Linked DNA regions of Mus musculus: region 2 is linked to region 1. The links are chromatin contacts, called in public HiChIP or PLAC-seq maps. All regions are on one chromosome and are shown on one strand. Each heading gives the region's core, a stretch centred on a gene start, on an enhancer-like site or on the middle of the called end of the contact. The rest is flanking DNA. Distances are from core to core; before and after follow the strand shown. Region 1 has its middle 26 kb from the start of Pmvk. Region 2 holds the start of Adar (adenosine deaminase, RNA-specific).

What was found. HiChIP or PLAC-seq counts read pairs in DNA pulled down with a chosen protein or histone mark.
Region 2: an H3K4me3 HiChIP or PLAC-seq map of bone marrow-derived macrophages shows a contact between it and region 1, with 4 times the contacts expected there. The contact joins the promoter of Adar here to the enhancer-like site in region 1. A contact is called at or near these places in 1 of 15 datasets of contacts at CTCF or cohesin (the NIH/3T3 cell line), 1 of 484 Hi-C or Micro-C datasets (nephron progenitors), 10 of 115 datasets of contacts at active chromatin or transcription factors (the 230-238 cell line, the SCID.adh cell line, T-cell acute lymphoblastic leukemia and 7 more) and 4 of 9 other capture datasets (adipose tissue, embryonic stem cells, liver and 1 more).

Annotation. Positions count from the first base shown.
Region 1 is chr3:89,484,039-89,486,625 of GRCm38.p6, forward strand. No RefSeq gene overlaps it. Among named protein-coding and RNA genes, the nearest start is that of Pmvk, 26 kb to the left of the region's middle. Within about 2 kb of position 1,298, at least 29 of the 459 cell types and tissues checked have an H3K27ac peak or open chromatin away from gene starts, as enhancers often do. A contact at or near this core is called in the SCID.adh cell line, bone marrow-derived macrophages, epiblast stem cells and 1 more, where this site is marked.
Region 2 is chr3:89,729,408-89,731,994 of GRCm38.p6, forward strand. Adar (adenosine deaminase, RNA-specific) reads left to right here and starts at 1,311. Exons shown (of 15, transcript NM_001146296.1): 1 at 1,311-1,431. The coding sequence starts at 1,404.

The DNA of each region.
Region 1 (2,587 bases), core at 48-2,547:
GCAGATTTCTGAGTTCGAGGCCAGCCTGGTCTACAAAGTGAGTTCCAGGACAGCCAGGGCTATACAGAGAAACCCTGTCTCAAAAAACAAAAAACAAACAACAACAACAACAACAACAACAACAAGTAGATTAAAAATAAAATTTAAAAAGCTGTCTGTACTTGAGACAGGAGAATTACCTGGATCTTGTAGCCTGGAGTACTTCATGTGGCCCGAGTATTCACATCAGAAGGGGGTGGGGGTGGGGTCAAGCCTCAGCAATGGAGTTGAAGAGAACTGACTCCCAAAGTTGTCCTCTGGCCTTCACTCACGCCTGTGTATTCCACTCTCCTCCTTCCATTCCTCTCTCCCCTCAGCCCCCCACTAATAGTTAATAATAGCAATAATAGTGATAGTTAATGATAAATGCAAGAGAACATTTGAAATGGAAAGAACTTTTTAAATTTAGCAGTTGTGGCCTCTGGGGTTGGAGAGATGGATGGTCCCATGGTTAAGAGCACTTACTGATCTTCTAGAGGGACAGAGTTTGGTTCCTAGCACCCATCAGGTGGCGTGCAGCATCTGTATGTCCAGCTCCAGGGACTCTGATGACTCTGGCCTCTGTGGCACCTGAACTTGTACAAGCATGCAGGCACAGACACACCCATACATACTTTTTAAACAAATTTCTTTAAAAATAAATTTAGCAGTTTTGGCCTCCCATGGCCTGAGCTACATGGGAGTTTGTATCACACAAAATGAATACCTCTGTACCCACCCAGACAGACAGACACACAGACAGGTGTTGTGCTTAGTTCCCTTCCACTTCAGGCAGTCCCTTTGCTTCAGGAACACAGAGCAGTCACCCTCTCTGCTTGGGAATGTGCAGTCCCAGCTCTTTGAGTGCCCCGATTTTGATGCAGACGTGTGTTGGTGACATCACTCTAGTGTAAGGTTGAGACGGTTCAGTCTCTGAGACTGTGTCACTTCGGGGAGTTGTGTGAAGGAGAGTTATTTCTGGAATTTTCAAATTTCGAGGACTCCAAGTTGCAGACGGCTGTTTATATTTGTGGTACTGAGTGTTCTTGTGGGTCATTCGTTTGCGGGGCATAGAGGCTAAAACTGACTTTTGGCAGGACCCATAAGGCCAGCCCACACCTCATCTGCGAGAGTCGCTCATGCCAGAGCCACCTGGACTTAGCCACCCCACCCGGGTTTCTCTGGACCGTTGGGCAGCGTGAAGTTGGGGCAGTGCTGGTGTAGCGTTTGGTTCACGCTGTTCCTGGCTATGGTCGGTCGGCGCGGTGTATAGACTTGCTGTGCTTGGGGCCGTGGAGCAAGACCGCCCTCTGTTGGCAGGGCCGGGTTTCTCCAGCAGAGCCCACCATCGTGGGGAAAAAAGAGAGCCAGATCAGGAATCCGCTTCTCTAGGGTCCTGGCTCCTTGAGGGGAGATGGTTCTGGAGGCTGCAGTGTTCATCTCTATCTCTAGCAGCTGACAGAGACTCGAGAGCCTCTGAGCTGTTTTGGGGGCACCTGCCTCACACTTTTGAAGATTTTGCGTGCTAGACTTCTGCACATCTTAAAGCTATAAATAAGCTGCAGTTAAATAGAACAAGTTCTGACCTTGGTAAAGACGCTTTTATAATGACAAGGTTAGTGTCGCGCAATGGCGGTGCATGCCCAACACTTGGGAAGCAGAGGCAGGCAGCAGATTTCTGAGTTCAGCCTGGTCTACAGAGTGAGTTCCAGGACAGCCAGGGCAACACAGAGAAACCCTGTCTTGAAAAAGAAAAGAAAAGAAAAGAAAAGAAAAGAAAAGAAAAGAAAAGAAAAGAAAAGAAAAGAAAAGGGAAGGGAAGGGAAGGGAAGGGAAGGGAAGGGAAGGGAAGGGAAGGGAAGGGAAGAGAAGAGAAGAGAAGAAAAGAGAAGAAAAGAAAAGATGAAATTAGCAAGCTGATAGCATCAAGTTGCCATCATATCGAAACTGATATTATTATTAGTTATATTATTACATATTATTAGTACATATTCTGGGGGTTCTTTAATGGACCAGGAATGACGGATAAGCAATAAAGACAAATATCACCAACAAATTCTATACTTTTCAATAAGAACTATTTTTTTTGTCTTTATTTTAGCAAACATCTGGTTAAAAAAATGTTCACTTAATTTGTGCTGTGTTGGTATTAGTCATCTAGGAGACAGCAGGACAGGGCTCAGAGGTAACAAGGCTTGACACAAAAGCTTGAGCCTGAGCCAGGATGAGGAAAGAGACAACCGGCTCCAGCAAGGCGTGCTCTGATGCCCAACACGAAAACACACAAGATGGAAAAATAAATGTAATTAAGAAAGGAACGGGAGCTGGCACGGTGGTGTAATGTCTTTAACGCCAACCCTTAGGGGCAGAGGCAGGGGGATGAAGTAAGCCCTCCCCGTGGGTGCTCAGCCTTTAGAATCATGAGCCGTCAGGTTTTCTAGTTTGTAAACTAAGTTTATAAACTTTTGTTTAGAATTTTTTTCTCTTTTTCTCTTTTTTTTTTTTTTTTTTTTTTTTTTTTTGGTTTTTCGAGACAGGGTTTCTCTGTGTAACCCTGGCTGTCCTGGAA
Region 2 (2,587 bases), core at 61-2,560, 250 kb after region 1:
GTGGATCATTAGCCCCCAGAACATTCCTTCCATTTAGAATGCCTTGGACTTGAACCTGTCTTGTGCAATACATGATTGACCTTGGTTTTGCTTGGTTTGGGACAGGAGGTCTTCTTTCAGTATTGTTACATTGTTTCCCATCTGCTGCATTTGGCTGTGGTTTTTACTTCAATTGCTGTGTAATATCCTAAGGTGGGAACATCTGCTTATTTTAGTTTGATTGCTTTCAGTGTTGTGTAGCTTATCCTGCTAAATGCATATAATGGTTAAACCATGGGGTGTGTTTCTAAGTAATGACTTCCTGCAGTGACTGGGGTTGCTCCTTCTTGGTCCTCCTATGTGCTAGTTAATGGTGCCACACTGGTGAGTGGACAAGAACACCTACTCACTGTGACCTTTCCTGAGTTTCCCTGATGGCACAAGATTGAGCTCTTTTCCTGTGTTGATTGCCATTTTTTATCCCCCCCCCCCCAAGTTTCTGTTCCGCAAATTGTTTTACTTAGAGTGCACTATTATCCACTCACCTATGACTGTCTGGGACTCACTGTGCAGGGGATATAGGCGAGAACAGCCCTGCCCACTGGAGTGCCCCCGGGAGCACTGAAGGCAGGCAGCTATACCAAACAGGGAGGACATGATTGGGAGTGACTTTTGAGCCATCCATCTTGCCCAGACTGCTACATGCTGGGGCTTCTACTTACACTGTGTGTGCTGCTGGGTGCTGACGTTGTAGCATACACTAGATGCCCAGACTGCCATATGCTGGCCTACTTGCACCATGTGCTGGGTGCTGACACTGGTACAAACGCATCAGGTACCCAGGGATATGGAAGTGGAATTCCTCTGAAGTCTCAAAAACAAAACAAGGAAAGGGGGAGGAACATTCTAGGCTAAAGAACAGAATACGTGAAGGTAAAGAATTTTATCTACAAAAAGATAGGAAGTTTGGAGCAGCCAACAGGGGGAATGAAGGACAGGCTAGTGGGGACAGGGCATTGGCCAATGGTCACTCTAGGAGTGGACAGACTTGTAAATCTCGCAAGCAGTAGGGATTAAACACGGAAAAGGAACTTCCTCACAGGGCGGAGAGGGCGCTGTTGAGTGAAGCTTTCCAAAATACCGTGAACAAAAATAAGCTTGTCAGTGAAGTAAATAGCTCCCAAGCTCTCAGAGAACGTATATAGTGCCCTGCTAGTGGAGGTGGAGTGGTGAGGAAGGCGGTGGGCGTGGACTACGGCGGCCCAGCCCTTATGGTGGGCAGGATGCTGCTGCTCGGCTACCGGGAGCAAACCCCTCCCTCCTCTTGGCCCAACAGTTGGGCGGGGAAGCCTTTTCAAGGAAACGAAAGTGAACTCTGGGGAGCCAGCCATCTTACGGCCACAGGTGCGGGCCTTGCCGGCACTATGTCTCAAGGGTTCAGGGGACCCACAGGTAAGCCCGCGGGGTCTGCACCCTCATATCTGGCTCGCGTAGTGTGAATTACGAGGGTCACGTTCTCCTTCTCAAGCCGAACTGCCAGCCCTTCTGGGGATTTCTGTTCAGTTAGTTCTTGTAGCTTTGAGCAGTCTCAGGAAGGAGGCTGGTCAGAAGATAGACCAGCGTCTAAGCCAGACAAGGACCCAGGCCGGGGCAGACACCCCTTCTCTTTCTGCTAAGACCCCTGATGCCTTGCTGAGCCGCTATAGCCCAACATGAGCAACTTTTCTCATGATCCTCTTTGCTTTTTCAACTTCCTGAGAAATTTAAATTATCTCAACTAACCAGCAGGGGGAAGTCTTTTGCTTTATGGCCAAGAAGGGTGTCTTTCTGTAGCGCACTGGGTAAGCTTCGTGGAATTCTACTTAGCACTAAAATGAACTTGTGATGTCGTACATGAGCCCCAGCTGCAACGTTCTGAACAGAAAAACCCAGATTCCGAGGATTCATGCTGTGCACAGCACTGGATCTGTCATTCTGGAAAGCAGCGGGGATGGAAACTGACCCTGTGGTGGGATTAGGACTGTTCCTTGCCTTGGTTTGACCATGCTGGTTTGTTTGCTTTTGAGGCAGTTTCTACTTGTCTTGTGTTGCCTTGATTGCCCTTGAGCAAGCCACCAGTCTTTTCTCCCTAGAGCTGGAATTGCAGGCATGTCCCACCCAGGTTTATCCTTCAAAATTTTAAAAAGCTATATGGGATGTACCAATAGCCTCACACTTGATAAGCAAATGCTCTACTACTGTGTGTGTGTGTGTGTGTGTGTGTGTGTGTTGTAATTTGGGGGGTATGATGGTACTCATGAGGCAGAGGCAGGTATTTCTGAGTCCCAGGCCAGCCAAAGCTGTGTAGATGGCCTCAAAAACACAAACCAAAAAAACCCTACTCCAACAACCAACTTTTAATGTTGCAGATGTACAGGCACACTTGTACTTCTTTCTACGACAAAGGACAGCCTCGGAACTGGGCCCTCAGGCTTCCAGGAATTTTTCTTCTTGGTCCCCTATACCCTCAAGTGTCTCACAATTACTGATTTTTATACCACACTGTGTTTTGTTTTGTTTTTCTTGGGTTCTGGAGATTCAGATTCAGGTCCTTAAGATTGTGTGGCAA